Regions from separate parts of the Mus musculus genome. Here region 1 is linked to region 2. The links are chromatin contacts, called in public promoter capture Hi-C maps. All regions are on one chromosome and are shown on one strand. The core of a region is the stretch at or near the end of the contact, and the rest is flanking DNA. Distances in the headings are between cores, read along the strand shown.

Region 1 (2,700 bases), core at 25-2,524, 2.3 Mb before region 2:
GTGGTGTCATAGCAGGTGACAGTTTTGTTTTTCCGAGTCCCAGTGCCAGAGTAGAAGAGAATAGGGGAGATGGCCACCACCACAATGAGCCACACCAGCACGCTGACATAAATGGCATTCTTCTTCTTGAGCCTGCCCAGAGACTTGAGAGGGTACACCACGCCACTGTACCTGTGTGCGCTGATGCAGGTGAGGAACAAGATGCTACCGTAGAGATTTACGTGGAAGATGAATCTCTGCAGCTTGCACATAGCATCCCCGAAGATCCAGTCAGTCTTGTTGAAGTAGTAGAAGATGAGGGCTGGTAGGGTGAGCACGTATAAAAAGTCAGCCAGAGCCAAATTGAACATGTACACGGAGATGCCGCTCCAAGGCTTCATGTGGAAAACGAACATCCAGATAGCCACGCTGTTGCCTAGGAAGCCTATGATGAACACTAAAATGTAGACAGCCGGCAGGTAGTAGAACTGGAAACCGGTCTTGGTCAGGGCACATTGGAATGAAGAGGAAACTGCTGCAGTTGAGGCGACAGTACTGTTTCCCCAAAGCGAGCCCAGGCCCGCCAGAAAGGCAGCATCCGTCCCGTTGGGGACAACCGACCAAGGCACCTCGGTCATCCTCTTCTTTCCAACTCAGGCAGCTACTAGAAAGGGCAGACCGCGGCGAGCGGGCAGCAGCGGCGAGAGACTCAGCGCGCATCGGAGGCGCAGGCCAGGGACCGCGCGCGGGAGTTCCCCACGGGTCGGAGCGCGCAGGGGCTCGCCCACGCCGGCTCTGGCCGCGCTTTTGTCGCGGGCCATGAAATTCGCCCGGAGCTGCGACCGATCTAAGCTGAAGGACGTGCGGGCAACTTCCCGGTCCAGCTGGCGGCGCGGAGGTTACACAACAGGACGCGCAGGGCACCTCCACCAAGTTTGCAAGTGCGCTCCCGCGCAGGGCGACTGATAGGCGCTGCTCAGAGCGCCTGGGGCGCGGCGGGTCAAGTCCAAGTAGTTCGGCTGTTCCCAGCGGCCCGAAGGCGCAGGCCAACCACCTCCTCTCTGATCAACTTTGCCTGGCCATCTGCCTACTCCCTACCTTGCAACCCGGGACCTTCACCAGGGACGCCGCGACTCTTCTTCCGGCCACATTCTGAGCCCGCGCTCAACCTTGGAGGTCTTTTGGAGAGCGCGTGGCCTCGGACCCTGGCGTACTACCTACCCTGTACCCCGCTCACAGTCCATGAAGGCTGCAGCTCGTCTCCGCGCTCGGCTGGGTCTCGAGTGCAGGGGGCAGGAGAGAAAGCCAGGCTCCCAGCGGGGTGGGCGGAGCCTAGGAGCCCGGGCGAGTCTGTGCTCCGCGGGGAGGCAAGGGGCGTGTCTCCGCCGTGCAAGCTCCGGGCCGCCGGCTCAGGGCTGGGCGCCCAGGGCGGGAGGTGGCCTCTGGAAGCAGAGATCGCGGTGCCCCTGCACGCCTGGCAAGGCCGCCACCACTCGAATCAGTGGTCAGAACAAAAGGTGCTCTAGGGCAGCGGTGGCTTCTGGCCAGCGTATGGCTGGAGGGGTTTCCTCGGTCCTCCACCAGCTAGCTCTGTAAAGTGAAGTTGCTGACACGCTGAAAACCTTCTGGACGCTGGCAGCGTTGTGTCTAAAGCTTTGAGCTGAGCAGTCTGAGACAGACATCTCCGGAGCCTCCCCGGAACTCGCAAGGTGTTTGCAGGCTCCAGACAACCAGCGGTTTGCAGGTGGGCACGCCCTGGCCCTGCACAGCGCCTTGCTTTGCCCAACGCGTGTAGGAACCTGCTGATCCCAGAGGGTGCCAGCTCTGAATGAGTGAGGGTGGTAAGCGGCATGGGCAAGTCGCTTTCTGCCCTTCATGTCTGTTTGTTTTTATTGTTGTTTGCTTTATCCAAATACTATTTTTTGCACTACTTAGAAAAATGCTAATACACCGGCATCACTGGTAACATTATTGTGAGAATGTACATAAGAACCTGGTCTAACTGCTTAGTTAACGCAGCACACATCATCAGTCCAACTTGACTGCTAACACTTGCTGGAAAGAACAAGCGCCCTCCCTCCAACCTCCAGTTACCATTTACATACATTTAAATAATAGAGACTACAGTGAAAATGATTCTGAATCAAGCTGAATATTAAACACAGCTTTATAAAGAAAGAGGGTTCATTTGTTGAGGGATAACTTTACAGTTTGGCTTTATTGTGAATCTTATTTCTTAAAATGCCTGTTCCTCTAGTAGATACCTTTCAAATTTAGACAGAGACCAATGTAATTATTTTATTTTTTGTAAATCTTAGTCTAGGGTTCCAAATGCATAAAAAATGTGGGCAATATATAAAAAAAAAGTGTTTAATTGTAAACTAAATGGATTGTTTCCTACCTGAAGACATGATTAAACAGACCCACCCAAGAATGGAACCAAGCCCTTCTTGACAATCTACTGATTAATGTATTTTATGTGCCATATTAACAAATACATTTTTTCTTGTAAAAAAAAAGTACGAGGATAGAATACCTTCGATTATATTCTATAGCCATTTCATTCTAGTTTCATATATTAAATGACTTTGTTCCCTTAAAAACACTCAAGGAGTTGGTGATCTGTCTCAGCCACTAAAGGCATTAGGCACTTACCGCCAAGCCTGAGGACTTGAGCTTGATCCCATTACTTACATGGTGGAAGGAAAGAACTGACTCCCA
Region 2 (2,761 bases), core at 108-2,607:
GGAATATTTGCAGGGTGATTAGGTGGCATGTATCACTAAGTTTTTCTCTACAACTTTAGATAACCCAGTTACTCATGAAGTCTTTCTAGATTACAAAATTTAACTTTGTTTTTTTTTCTTTGAGCAGATTCTATTCATTGACTCTAATAATAAATATTCACTGTTATTTTTAAACTACGGCTATCATTTACAAGGTGGCTATGATGGATGAGGTTCTACAAGAATGGCACAGAGAAACTCAAATTGTTTAAATTCACTTTTACAGAGTAGGAGACTGGAGCCAGGAAGGTGGCTCAGGAGGGTAGTGGTGCCTGCATCAAGCCTGCCAACTTGAGAAAGTCGACTCCCACAAACCTGTCCTCTGACCTCCACGTGTGCACACAAGACAGTCACAAACTAAGTCAGGATATTAAAAAGAATTTCGCTCGAAGTCACAGGGCACTATTTTACCCTATCCTGACTAATCTCTGTTTTCCTACAAAGAGTATCAATACTAGCTTTTTCCAATTCCAGTGTCATCAGTTCAGGCATAAAACGCTTGCCATAGCAATTGTGTGCAGGGTATGTCCATTATACGGTTCACTCCAAACTCTCAGGCGCTCTCTAATTCTGGGGTTCTGAATGGTGAAGAGTACCTGGAAATAAGTTTTACTGAGACTAGGGGAACCCTCGGAGAGTTCTCTTATTGCTAGACCGGAAGGTAGGCTGTAGATGTCCCCTGTCCCACCCCCACCACACTTAAGGTTTATTTTTATTTATGGGCATGTGTGTATATAATGTGTACTGGTACCAAATGGTATCAGATCCCCTGGAGCTGGGGTTACAGGCAGTTGTGGGTGCTGGGGACCAAAGTCTGGTCCTCTAAGAGTAGTATGTTGAGGCGTCCCTCCAGCTCCCGTGGGTGCCTTTTACACCTCTAAGATGGGGATCTTAGAGACTTTCCATATGTCGGGTGTACAAAGACAACTCAGGAAGAATCCAGCACCAATCCTGTCAAGCTGAGGGTTGGTAAGGGGTAGGTTGACCTCACCCATTTCCTTCTTCCCAAAGCCCCAGGTAAGTAAGCTAAAAGCCTAAGGTTTGGACCAGGACTAGACGTTAAGGACTCAGGCACCAGAGGGTCTCCTGTCATTTGGGGCCTCACAAACCCAACCCACGTGTATGGTATTCCTTGGAGGTTTTAATTCTCCATCGAGTCAGAGTTGTCAAAGAGGTTCAGGTTCTCTCAATCAGAGGCGGCCAATTCCAAGAAGCTTTCGCCAGTGGGCTTTCGAAGGAAAACCTAGCGTTAAGGTCCCAACCACTGAAGAGCCCACCCTCGTACCTAACTGCCGGGCCACACCCGAGGCCTTCGCGCGGCTCCCGCCCGACTCCGGGTCCCGCCCCCGCGTGTCAAGCTACCGGCCGAGTAGCCTGATCGCCAGCTGCTCCAGCGCGTCAATGGCTAAAAGAAACGTGGGATTCCGAGCCCCGCCCCCCGCCCCGCCCAGCCCCGCCCCGCCCCCGGCGCACTCGCGCGCCCTCCACGCCCACGCCGGGCCAGCAGTTGCCCTTCTAGCTGGAGTCGGTGCGGGTCGGCGTAGGTCCCCTGGGAAGGGTCGGGAGACTCGGGCTACGTCCTTTCCCTGGGCTGCCGGCTTCCACTGTCGCAGAGAAGCGACCCCACGCGGCGGCGATCGACTCATTCAAGGGCTCCCAGCGAGGAAACCGCTCGGGCGCTGCCAGCTGGGTCGGGCGGAGCTGCGCGGGCCGCAGGGTGGCTCTGCCAGTCCCTGAGTGCCGGGTCGGCCGCACACGTGTCTTAGCGTCACGTCCGCGCGCGCCCCCGGGGCTTGCGTCAGCTGCCGCTCCTGAAGCGAGTGGGCCAGGGCTCTGCGCACCAGAACGCCGCCGGAGGAGGGCACCGCACGGCCGCGAGCCCCGAGAGCGACGACCATCCGGGTGCCGCCGAGAGGATCGGCGCGGTCCGGTCCCCGCCCTCCCGGTGCCGGTCGGGTCCGCGCTGGGTCCCCCGGGCTGGGCGCCGTGGCGTTGCCCCGGAGCCCGCCACCCGCGGGGCGCGCACCGCCTTAACCCGGGCGGCCCCGCGGCAGGCAGACGCCCGCAGGTCCATGGTGGGCTCGGAGCGCGATGAGCCGCCCGTCCTCCACCGGCCCCAGCGCTAACAAACCCTGCAGCAAGCAGCCGCCGCCGCCTCAGACCCCGCACGCCCCGTCCCCGGCTGCGCCCCCGGCCGCCGCCACCATCTCGGCAGCGGGCCCCGGCTCGTCCGCGGTGCCCGCCGCGGCAGCGGTGATCTCAGGCCCCGGAGCCGGCGGCGGGGCCGACCCGGTGTCCCCGCAGCACCACGAGCTGACCTCGCTCTTCGAGTGCCCGGTCTGCTTTGACTATGTCCTGCCCCCCATTCTGCAGTGCCAGGCCGGGCACCTGGTGTGTAACCAATGCCGCCAGAAGTTAAGCTGCTGCCCGACGTGCAGGGGCGCCCTAACGCCCAGCATCAGGAACCTGGCTATGGAGAAGGTCGCCTCGGCAGTTCTGTTTCCCTGTAAGGTAAGTCCAGCCACCATCCGCAGATCTGCCAAGGAACCTTCCAGAGTTCCGGTGCCCTCCAGCGCACTTGAAGGCCCTAAGAGGCGAATGGCATTTCACTGTTTCCATCTGTCTGTCTGTCTTTCTCCTCTCCTCTCTCTCTCTCTCTCTCTCTCTCTCTCTCTCTGTCTGTCTCTCTCTCTCTCCTCCCTCTCTCTCTCTCTCTCTCTCT

Evidence for each region. Promoter capture Hi-C pulls out the DNA fragments that hold promoters and counts their contacts.
Region 1: a contact with region 2 is called in a promoter capture Hi-C map of liver, with 4 times the contacts expected there. The contact joins the promoter of P2ry1 here to the promoter of 4930593A02Rik in region 2. A contact is called at or near these places in 3 of 39 promoter capture datasets (liver and pre-B cells).

What each region holds. Positions count from the first base shown.
Region 1 is chr3:61,001,359-61,004,058 of GRCm38.p6, reverse strand. It overlaps P2ry1 (purinergic receptor P2Y, G-protein coupled 1), which reads right to left and starts at 1,274. Exons shown (of 2, transcript NM_008772.5): 1 at 1-1,274. The coding sequence starts at 617.
Region 2 is chr3:58,691,185-58,693,945 of GRCm38.p6, reverse strand. It overlaps 4930593A02Rik (RIKEN cDNA 4930593A02 gene), which reads right to left and starts at 1,357. Exons shown (of 9, transcript NR_045167.1): 1 at 1,325-1,357. Siah2 (siah E3 ubiquitin protein ligase 2) reads left to right here and starts at 1,558. Exons shown (of 2, transcript NM_009174.3): 1 at 1,558-2,550. The coding sequence starts at 2,131.